Linked DNA regions of Mus musculus: region 1 is linked to region 2. Evidence: chromatin contacts called from public HiChIP or PLAC-seq data. All regions are on one chromosome and are shown on one strand. Each heading gives the region's core, a stretch centred on a gene start, on an enhancer-like site or on the middle of the called end of the contact. The rest is flanking DNA. Distances are from core to core; before and after follow the strand shown. Region 1 holds the start of Tcf7 (transcription factor 7, T cell specific). Region 2 overlaps Jade2 (jade family PHD finger 2).

Region 1 (4,584 bases), core at 386-2,885, 470 kb after region 2:
CCCTAACTCCTGACTGAGGACACTCTGGAATCCCAGTAGTTTTCAGGAACCCCAGAACTTTTCAAAAGTCATATTTGGCTGCTACCCAGCTCAGAACCAGCCCTTCACACTTTGCTTGCCTTGAAGGGCCAAAGCCATGGCTCATGATGAATACAGCCGTGTCGCCAAGCCTGACACTGATTCACGTTGCTGACCCCTAACCAACACCCTGATCTGTCCTACATTTAGCAAACCTTTCCTTGTGTGTGCGAGAGCAGCCCAGCCCGCTCAAAACCTACACCATGTGGCATGGGTCCTCGGCAAGGACTTATACACGGCAGTCAGGACACAGTGGAACTGGGCAACGGAAAAGATTAGGTCTCTTACCCAGTCTTCTCACACCCGAGTTCCCTCGCTTCTCTGAAGGAAAAAAAAAAAAGCTAACCACAGAGCTCTAGCTCAGAGCATGCACATCACGCTAGGGAATGGCATGGGCTCAGCTCAAAAACGTTTTCAACCCCACCGTGGGCCAACACAGGCACCTGCTTGAGCAAGTTGGGAAGACAAAGGTCAAAAGCAAGTGAGAAAGACTGGAGCCGGGGCGCTCCTTCAGAGATCTCCTTTTGGGTCAGACTCCTCTGGATGTTAACTGGGCAAGAGCATCTAGGAATTGGGCAGAGAAGTCCTTTTTTGTCCAAGCATCACCTGTGTGGTCAAGTAGGTAGCCAGCCCCATTACAGGGCCTGACTGCTTCGGTCACTTACCAGCGGGGGTTGAGGCTGCGGATGCTGCCCTGCTCCGGAGGCCGGTGGGTAGGGCATGAGCAGATTGAAGGCAGAGTAGACAGTCTCTTTGTACATGCCACTGGCACACTCCGGGGCCTTCAGGCCTGGAAAAACCACAGCTGGGTCAGACACCAGCCCAGCCAGCTGCTCCTAAGGACTGAAGGCTGTCTGCTCCGGAGGGGGGTTAAAAAAAAAAAAAAAACCCTGCCAAGGGGTCCCCTTCAAGTTCGTGACTTGACAGGGAACAGCGACCTCCGAACGGGTGGAAATATCCGCAAAGGCAAGTTTTTGAGGAAAGACCCCCGAGTCCAGACCTCCACTTCGCGACCGGGACTTGACTCCCTACCCCACCCTCCTGCTTGGGAACCTTAGCCAAGGCTTGCTCCTCAAGGCAAAGGATTAGTCAGTCACCTGGGCTGGAGGGGAGGCGGAGATGGCGGGGGTCTGTTTACTCCTATAAAGGTCAGGGCACCGGAAGTGACTCCAGCTCAGCGGCGCCCGGGAAACCCGCCCCCCACACCCCCACCCCCGGTTCTAGCGCCTTCTTCCCCAGCCGCGCAAAAACTCACCGTCCTCTAGGGACTCTGGAAGTTTGTCCGGGAAAAGTCTCTGCGAAGTGTGCTCCCGTCCCAGGGCCTGCAGAGCGAAGCAGAGGGGCCATGAGGAGCGGAGGGAACAGGAGGGGCTCCAGAGATGGGACCCACGAGGACCGTGGCGCGGGGGGGCGGGTCCGCACGCTACCAACTCGGGACGAGGTCCTCCGGGGAGGAGCGGGCCGGGCTCACCTCGGGCGCTCCCTCGGCTTCTCCATGTACTCGGACGCCGGGACCCGGGACCCCGGCGCCTGCGGCCGCGCCTTCGGACTCATTCACCAGTGAGGACTTGAGCTCTGCCAGGTCCCGCTCCGGGCCCACAGCGCTGTCGCGATTCTTATCGTCCTGTTCCTCGCCTTCGTCTTGGAAGGCCAGCAGCTCGTCGGGCGCGCCGAGGTCGTCGCCTGCGCCCGCGCCGCCCCCGCCCGAGTCCAGCTGCGGCATGGTGCGCTGCGCCCGCCGGGGCGCCGGGTGCGGGGCGCGGAGCCGGCCGGGAAGGCGGCGAGCCCAGGGTGCGGGGCTCCGAGCCCGGAGCGCGGCGGGCGGAGCGCACGCTGACTCCGCCTGAGCGGCCAGTGGGCGCGGGGCGAGGGCGCGGGGCACAGCAGCTTTGGGAGCCGGCGGGTCGGAACATCAAAGGCACCGCGGGCAGCGAGCCGGGGGCGGGGCGGGCGCCGGGGCGGGGCCGCGGTGGGAGGGGCTAACGTCCCAGGCCCCGCCCTCCCCTCCCTGGAGAGACCGGGACAGGCCCACTGGGAATAATCTTAAAGGGCTCGCTCTCCAGCTATTCTCTAACCTGAAATCCATTACTAAACTCTGGAACTCCATTTCCTTAACTATCATACAGCCACAACTTGCGTCCAAGTTGCGGAGAAGGTGGTTCCTTAGACCGGTGGAACCTGTGGATGACTTGGAACCTTGGTGTGAACAGCGTCCTTTGCTCAATCTGGAGGCTTCTTACGTCCCCGGGATACTAGATGGACCCTGACACACACACACACACACACACACACACACACACACACACAAACACCTGCCCTTTTGATCATCCCTGTGCCGATTAGGGACCTTATTCCAGACAGCCTGCTTACATAGACACAAGCATTAGCGCCTCACACATTTATTGAGCTCCTGCCTGTTGTTGCATGTGCAAATCAAACACTATAAATATATGACATGTGGTGGCTCGAGGCGAGGAAGGATCGTGGCCACTCACGTGGTTTCTCCAGCCCGCTATGACTTTTTCAACTAAGTTCGACGCTTAGAACCTGCTGTCCAGGAACTGAGACTTCCGGCGGCCACATGGGTCACGAAATTCTCTCTTGGGGTCTTTAGGCAGCTGCTCAGTCTGGGAAGTTGCATCCGGAGCCCATTGACTCAGACGCTAGTTAAGGCCGCGTCTTCAGTGGCATCTCCTTGGCACCCAGCATCGAATTCACCACGACCGATCACTGTTTCTGTAAGACACTAGGCCCTTTGGATAGCCATGCAGTAAACTGAAGGTCGCACACCTCCGCCTCAAGAACGTTTCGGTGTTGGAGTCAATGTAGACCTCTTCCACCTCTTGGGAAAGCAGTTGAAACAACAGTGGGTAATTTGTGAAGGAGGACACTGGCCGCCTCTCCGACTCCCGGCCCCACAGGACCCCTGGCAGCGGCGCAAAGCCGGCCGGAAGACAGCCGCACCGCCCCTCCCGGTCCAGGCCCAGCCTGCCTGGCGGAGGATCAAAGAGACCAGGCCTTGCTTCTCAGCGCTCAGATCCTATCAGCGCCCTGCCAGCGGGGCTTCTGAGTCCTCCAGCTCCCAGCCGGGATGCCCGTTTCACCTCCTTCTCAGCGATGGGGGGCTTGGCCATTAATGCTGAGCTTGGCAATAGAGATGCGGTGCAGAACCCGCCCTTGGCACCTCTAAAGTCCTTCTTCCGCAGGTGCCAGTTTGCTACTGATTTTGACCCCATCTTCTCTAGATTCGGGGGCAGGGCAGGGGCTCCAATGGAAAGCCTACAGGAGAAGAAGGGCCCAGGGGCGAGGCCTCCCCCTACGACCTCAGCTCCGAGGTTGTCCCGGCTAACTTTGGGGTGAGCACTTCTCTGAGAAAATTGCACAGAAATTGAGATCATCCTAAGCCAAAGCGCAGCAGATCCTCCTGTGTTTATAAACGACTCCAACTTTGGCAATGTCGCTTCCATGATAGTTGGCAGACCATGAAGTTTCAACTGACACAGGTCATTGGGGGTCGAATTTCTGAAGAAAAGTCAGGGCTGGGGAGGTGTGATTCTGCCCTCCAGGGTAATTTTTTTCCCCAGCTTGGTATTGCCCTTTTATCAAAGAACAAGGCCTTTCGGCTTTATTGGTGCAGAAGTAGCCTATCCTCAAATGTTAGTGAATATATATATATATATATATACCTTTATTTGGCAAGAGAAAATATTTTTTTTTCCTGATTTGTTAGCTTTCCCACCTTTGGATGGTTTCTTTGGATGACTTTATAGAGCTGTGAAAACCCCCCTTCCTGGGATCCACTGCCCTGGGGCATCCTGGCTCCAAGCCTCACCCCCTGAGGATGAGCAGTGAGGGGGAGGCAAGAGGGGAGAAAAGGAGCTTGTGGATAGGGAGGGCGGGGGTGGCATAGATGGAGTCTCTGCCTCCGCTTCCACACTGAGCATAGTGTAAAGGCTCGCTGCGTAGCAGCTGATGTAAACTCCCACAAGATGGTAGAACAGGAAGGAGCGCAGGCACAGGAGGTCGAGAGACCCGGAATGGGCTGAGAGGCCTAGGGGTGGGGAGTGGGAGAGAGGTGGAGGTGAGATTCATCTGGTGTGGAAAACCCCCAGGGTTTGGAGAGCTAACCCAGTCTGGGCTACATAGTGAGATCCTATCTGAAGAAAAATAAAAATAAATAAATAGATAGAAGCAGCAGCAGAAGCCTAGCCAGCACCAGTTCTGTAACCATCACCGGAGAGATGATGACCTCATACACTAGGCGATTACAGCCTGCCAGCATCCATCGGAGCTTCACACACATCACCTAATTTAATCGTTACTAAACTCTGAGATATGGGGACAATTGTCCCCATTTTACTAATGAGGAAACTGAAGCTCAGAGAGGTTGTTTGAGTCACCCAAGGTGTCACAGCTTCAAAATGAGGGTGCTGAGCTGAGCTTCCAGCTCCTGGTGGTCAGTCCCCAGACCCAACACCTAACTGCCATGCTCATATCCCAGTCCGA
Region 2 (5,120 bases), core at 2,617-5,116:
TTACTACAGAGATCACGGATTGTTATGCAGAGCTTCAGGTATGGGCAAAGGGTGACCTTACATGACAACGGTGAGGAAACCCAAAGTCTAACCTGCTGCCATATTCCTGTAGAATCAGGCAGTTGAATCTCTAGAAACCCCAACAAGTTTCATAGGGTACCCATGCATTGCACATACACCTGCACAGCACTCTGCTACACGCACGCACACAGTCCGACACCCATGCCCGGGAACCTGGGTGGTTGGCTTCTCCAACAAACCTGAGGCCCTTAACTCACTCTCTCGCCTTTCACAAAATCAGAGCCCATTTAATAAAGTAAACGAGCATTCTATCTTTCTTTTACTTGTTTCAAAATACACTTATGATACAGAAAAATACTTTCCTTGCACATTAGCCTGTATCCTGTGATGAGGAAATGAGGTGGAAGGGGTACGTTAGCCAGAACGAGTCACAGAGTCCTTTCTCCCTCTCTAGAGAGGGGTTGTGGGTGAGGGCAAGAGTGGGCATTGCCTCAGGCCTGGAAAAGGTGCCTTGGTCATAGTGTGGCAAAACCATCTACACCCGAGACAGTGTGGCCTGGGAGGAACTAGGGAGAGGTTATGGGACATCCGCATCCTCCCTGCAGCCTGATGGACATCTTAGGAGTGGAGACAGCTGCTGGATGAAGACTGCCGTGGGCTCGGTCTACTGAAGGGGTCACAGACAACAACTGGGCTTCCCTCCCTCCCCCTGCAGCGTTTGATTGTTCTTTAAGCCCCCATGCCCTTCGTGTCCCACAGGTCAGACCACCAGGCAGTTCAGCAGATGAAATTGCGACCCGAAGTGACTCAAAGCACAGGTGAGAGGAAGGTCTGTTCAGAGGCAGTAAACAAGAGACGGGGCGGGGGATGCCGACGTCGACTGAGTTGTCACTACTACCGAGACGGGCAGGCAGACTAAGTCTATGTGGTAGCCGATGCCATCCGGATGCCCAGGATCCTTGGAGCCCACCCCACGCCCTCGGAGTCCATTTGGATAAGACACGTGTGTCCAATCCCCAAACTGAAGTCATTAATCTTTGCTTCTGATTTTGCTCAAACTCACTGTCGTACCTTGATAGTTTTGGAGTCGAGGTGGGTGAAGGTCCCGTGTGTTTTGCTCTTTGTGTATCTAAGTGGTGGCAATGGGGGAACCACGCTGGATTCACAGTCAGGGTTCTCCCCCCCTCAAAAGGGGGAGGGAGTCCTCAAAGTTTAGGACCACACTCACAGCGGCTCAGCCCAGGGACCGTAAACCAACAGCAGCAGCAGCAGCGGCGGCCTCCTCTGAGGCCTTGGGCCCTTTCTCTGTAGGTGTGTGCAATAACCGAGTCTCTGAACTTTGTTGCTAACCAATTCCTTTGAAGAGGAAGTTCAAGTCGACAGTTGTCAGGTCCGGGCTGTGCTGTGTATTATGGTCAAAAGATTCTTTGGCATTCTCAGAATGATTCGACTGGTTCACTGGACTTTTGCAAGGTTCTGGTTGGAGAAGTTCTGGCTTTCCCAGTGGCAGAAGTGACCCAAGAGTAATTCATAAAAGAAAAAAAAAAATGTTTTCACGGAATTCCTTTGTTCCCTGAGCTATCTATCACCCTGGGGCCACTCCATCAAAACTCTTCAGTACTACCTGGGGGCTTGGAGGAGGAAGGATTTGGGAAGGAGTAGGAAGGGGGGGCGTACAGTAGGGAAGGAAAGGGGTTAAGGCGCTAAGGGACAGAGTAATCCAGGAAGATCCAGCAACATTCAACCAGCCACAGCAGGCCAGCCTCGGCCTGCCCTGGGCCCCGGGATCCCACTACACTTGTTGGAAGGATGTTTCCACCAGGAAACCGAAGAGGAAGCTCATCTCTTAGCAGGACTAGGAAACGTCAAAAGGCAAACGGTCTGGTCTGGCCAGCTCCATAATGGAGACGGCAAGACTGTGGCCGAGACTGGCCCCAAAGGAAGAAAGAAGGAAGTTAGAGCCCCAGAGTGATTCTCTGCAGTGGGCTGATCTGAGCCCCAAGTCCCGGGCTGGGCACTGGCCCTCCCTTGGAGCCCTCCACCTGTACACGGGGAGGACCGTTTGGGGAGTCCCCTGAGTAAAGAACACAGCTCAGGAAGGATCCAGGGAACCCTTTCTCAGAGCTGCTTGGGCTGGGCACTGGCAGGGACAGAGCAGCAAGGGAGGAGGGGTTGCGGGCGGGCGGGAGGGCGGGCCTCAGATGGTGTGGGCTACTCAGGAGCCAGTGGGCCCCCTGCGCCCCCTCAGTGCTTTCTCATAGAGACTCGTTGTGCTTGTGACAGTGAATAGACTGGCTGGGTATCACTTGTTATATACTTCCTTACGGATCAGCGGAGTGCAGCAGGACACCTCCCCACCCAAAATGGACCCCAGTGCAACCTGGGGGGACAAGGCGGGGCAGGCCCTGGGATGGCCCATCTGCCATGAAATAATGCCCAAACGACAGTCTGTGTCACCCAATGGCAGTGGGCAGGAGCCCTGAGCTCTCTCCCTCACCTTGTCTACATCAAGCCAGAAGCCCAGCGATGTGGCATGGGCTGGGACCGGGGTGGCACATAGAACCTGGTATAGTCCCCCGTGGCCGGGGCCACGGGAGGAATCCTAATGTCCTAGGCCAGCACAGAGGAAAGACAACGGGGTGGAATTCAGAACTCTCTCTATATTAAAAATAAAACCACGACAGAGTGGTGGGTCTGAGACACTCAGCAGTTGGAAATGGCAGTTGTGATTGGGCTGAGGCCTTGTAGGGGGACCAGGGCAGGGCCTGGGTGAATTAGGAGGCCAGCACCCCCATGCGAACCACCTCCTCTGCCCCTGCCTCCCTGGAAGCTCGTTGTACCCCACTGTCCTCTGCCTCTACCTCAGAATCGCTCATCTCCTCATCAGAGAAGTAGCCGTCAGCCTCGGTGTCAAAATGCAGGCTGACCTTTGGCCTCTCGGCCACAGCAGACGGTAGTCCTGTCCCAGCATCGGATCTAGCACCCGGAGATTTCCGACTGACCTTCATCTCTCGGGGTGGCCGGAGCCTGCCCAAGGGTTTGGGGCTCACTGTAGGGCCAGGCACTTGGACATTTAAGTCGGAAGCCATGGGGGCTGTCTTGTCTAGTATCTCGGAGGCCAGTGGTGGAGGGCTTTCCAGTGTTGCTGGGACTGGACAGTCCCCAGCTGCAGGGCTGGACGGCAAATGAGAAGACGTCCTCCGTGGTGGCTTCCTCATGGGTGGTCCTTGCGTCCCCTTGCCATCCTGGGCCCAGGCCTTCTTGGGTTGCTTGTCTGGAGTGGTCCGTGCACTGGGCCCATCCTGCAGCGGGGATGGTTTCTTCTTGGCAGGCAGGCGAGTGCGGCCTCGGGCCTTTCTGGCAGGGTCACCAGGTCGTAGCGAGGGGTCCCTCATGAAGCTGAGCAGCGTCTCCTCATCTTGTAGCAATTCCTCTGACAGCAGACCTGGAGCAGGATCCTCCCGGTGCCCACTGTTCAAAGACCACTCGCTCATGGCCATGTCCTCTGCTGTGATCTGAACCGACTGTGCCAACCAGCTGTTGAAGAAAGTGCCGTCGATGGGGAACGAGGTGGATAGACCTGATGAATGGGAGACAGGAGGCAGGTGAGATGCCACAGGTGTGTGAGCTCAAGACAACCGACCCACCCAGGCAAGCCATCCTGTTCTGTCCACGCATCCCACCAGTGCCACCAAGTAGCAGAGGCCAGCCCCTGCTCACCAGGTTGGCTGACCCCAGGACCAGCTTTTTAAATTGTGGAGTGGAAAGGAGGAAGTGGTGAGTTAGTTCCTTGTTCAAACAGTAAGCATTTCAGTGGCAAGAGCAGACCGGCCAGCAGGGGGCGCTGCATCTTTACAGGCAGTGCCTCCAACAGCCTGCAGGAAACACCTGATAGAGCGAGCTCCCAGGGTGGCCAGGACCTTCAGTTTTGGGCCCGGTTTTACTGAGATAAATTGTGGCAGTGACTAGGGAACCTGATGTCACTTTTCTTGGTCTCTGGGTGGCTCAAGAAAGGTCAGCAGGTTTGTGTGGCTGGGTTGAGGGGGCAAGGCACAAAGAGCGGTGGAGACTCAGGAAGGGTGGAACAGGGATAAAGACCTCGCGAGCAGTGTAGTCCTGCCCACTCAGCATAGAGGTGATTTCCAGGGACCTCTGGGGGCATCCAGCACCCTGGCAAGGGCAGCTCCAGAGCTGGCAGAGCTCTATCTAGCCAGAGTGTCTTGGGATCTCTTGTGCGTGAGACGGAGCCACTGTGAGCCCTGGAAGAGGAAGGGCCTAAGCGGTCCGTCTCTGCTTCACGCTGCTTGGCCCTCTTCTGGGTGAAGTTGAAAATGGTAAAGTCAGCGTCTGCCAGGACACAAGGGCCCCTCACTTACCCAGCTGCCCCAGCACAGACTCGGGCCCAGCCTTCACTTTCTCTTTCTTCTCAGGGCTGCTGCCCTTGGGACCCTCTCGGCCTTTCCTTTTTGAATCATTCTTCTTGCCCTTTGACCTCCTCCCAGAAGGCTCTGTGTTGGAGAAAGAGTTAAACCTGAGTGGCTGCCTATGGGTCGTCTATCAACTGGGTCTACCAACAGTGGTACCAAGGTCAGAGTCAGTGTGGCAGAAACCGGGGCAGCGGGGGCAGCCCACAGCTCTATGAAGGATAGAGGAAGGCATAATAAGTCCTTGTGGGACCTAGACTTCAAAGTGCACTACGAACTGGACTACAAACCCCACAGACCCTGGAGAGTTCTACTGAGTGGAAAAGGTGACTGGATGCTATATGGACCAAATGCTAGGGTAAGGAGCTGGACATAGGGCAGAGAATCGTGATGTGGACATAAGAGGCTTAGACTCTGGGCCTGACACCACAGCCAAGCTCCTTGCCTCAGCCTCCAGTCCTGTTTGTGCAGCCAAGCACAAGACAGGAGGTGCGGGTTCTGTATGTGGTCCTTTGCCCTTTGGTCTGCAAAAGATGAGTCCCCGGCTGCTCAGCAGGGGCAGGGAGGCAGGAAGGCTTCTGGGAATAATGTCAAAAGAAGGCAGAGCTCTGTGTTCTGAGCTCTTCTCAGTCCCCAGAGCCTCTAATTAGACCTCAGTCTCCCGGCCTGTAACTC

The links. HiChIP or PLAC-seq counts read pairs in DNA pulled down with a chosen protein or histone mark.
Region 1: a contact with region 2 is called in an H3K27ac HiChIP or PLAC-seq map of epiblast stem cells, with 6 times the contacts expected there. The contact joins the promoter of Tcf7 here to the enhancer-like site in region 2. A contact is called at or near these places in 1 of 39 promoter capture datasets (embryonic stem cells), 1 of 15 datasets of contacts at CTCF or cohesin (large pre-B cells), 1 of 484 Hi-C or Micro-C datasets (embryonic stem cells), 2 of 115 datasets of contacts at active chromatin or transcription factors (embryonic stem cells and epiblast stem cells) and 1 of 9 other capture datasets (embryonic stem cells).

What each region holds. Positions count from the first base shown.
Region 1 is chr11:52,281,379-52,285,962 of GRCm38.p6, forward strand. It overlaps Tcf7 (transcription factor 7, T cell specific), which reads right to left and starts at 1,636. Exons shown (of 11, transcript NM_001313981.1): 1 at 1,550-1,636; 2 at 1,334-1,400; 3 at 744-868. The coding sequence starts at 839.
Region 2 is chr11:51,814,100-51,819,219 of GRCm38.p6, forward strand. It overlaps Jade2 (jade family PHD finger 2), which reads right to left. Exons shown (of 13, transcript NM_001357588.2): 12 at 4,398-4,529; 13 at 1-3,601. The coding sequence ends at 2,796. Among named protein-coding and RNA genes, the nearest start is that of Gm30110, 39 kb to the right of the region's middle. Within about 2 kb of position 3,867, at least 59 of the 459 cell types and tissues checked have an H3K27ac peak or open chromatin away from gene starts, as enhancers often do. A contact at or near this core is called in epiblast stem cells, where this site is marked.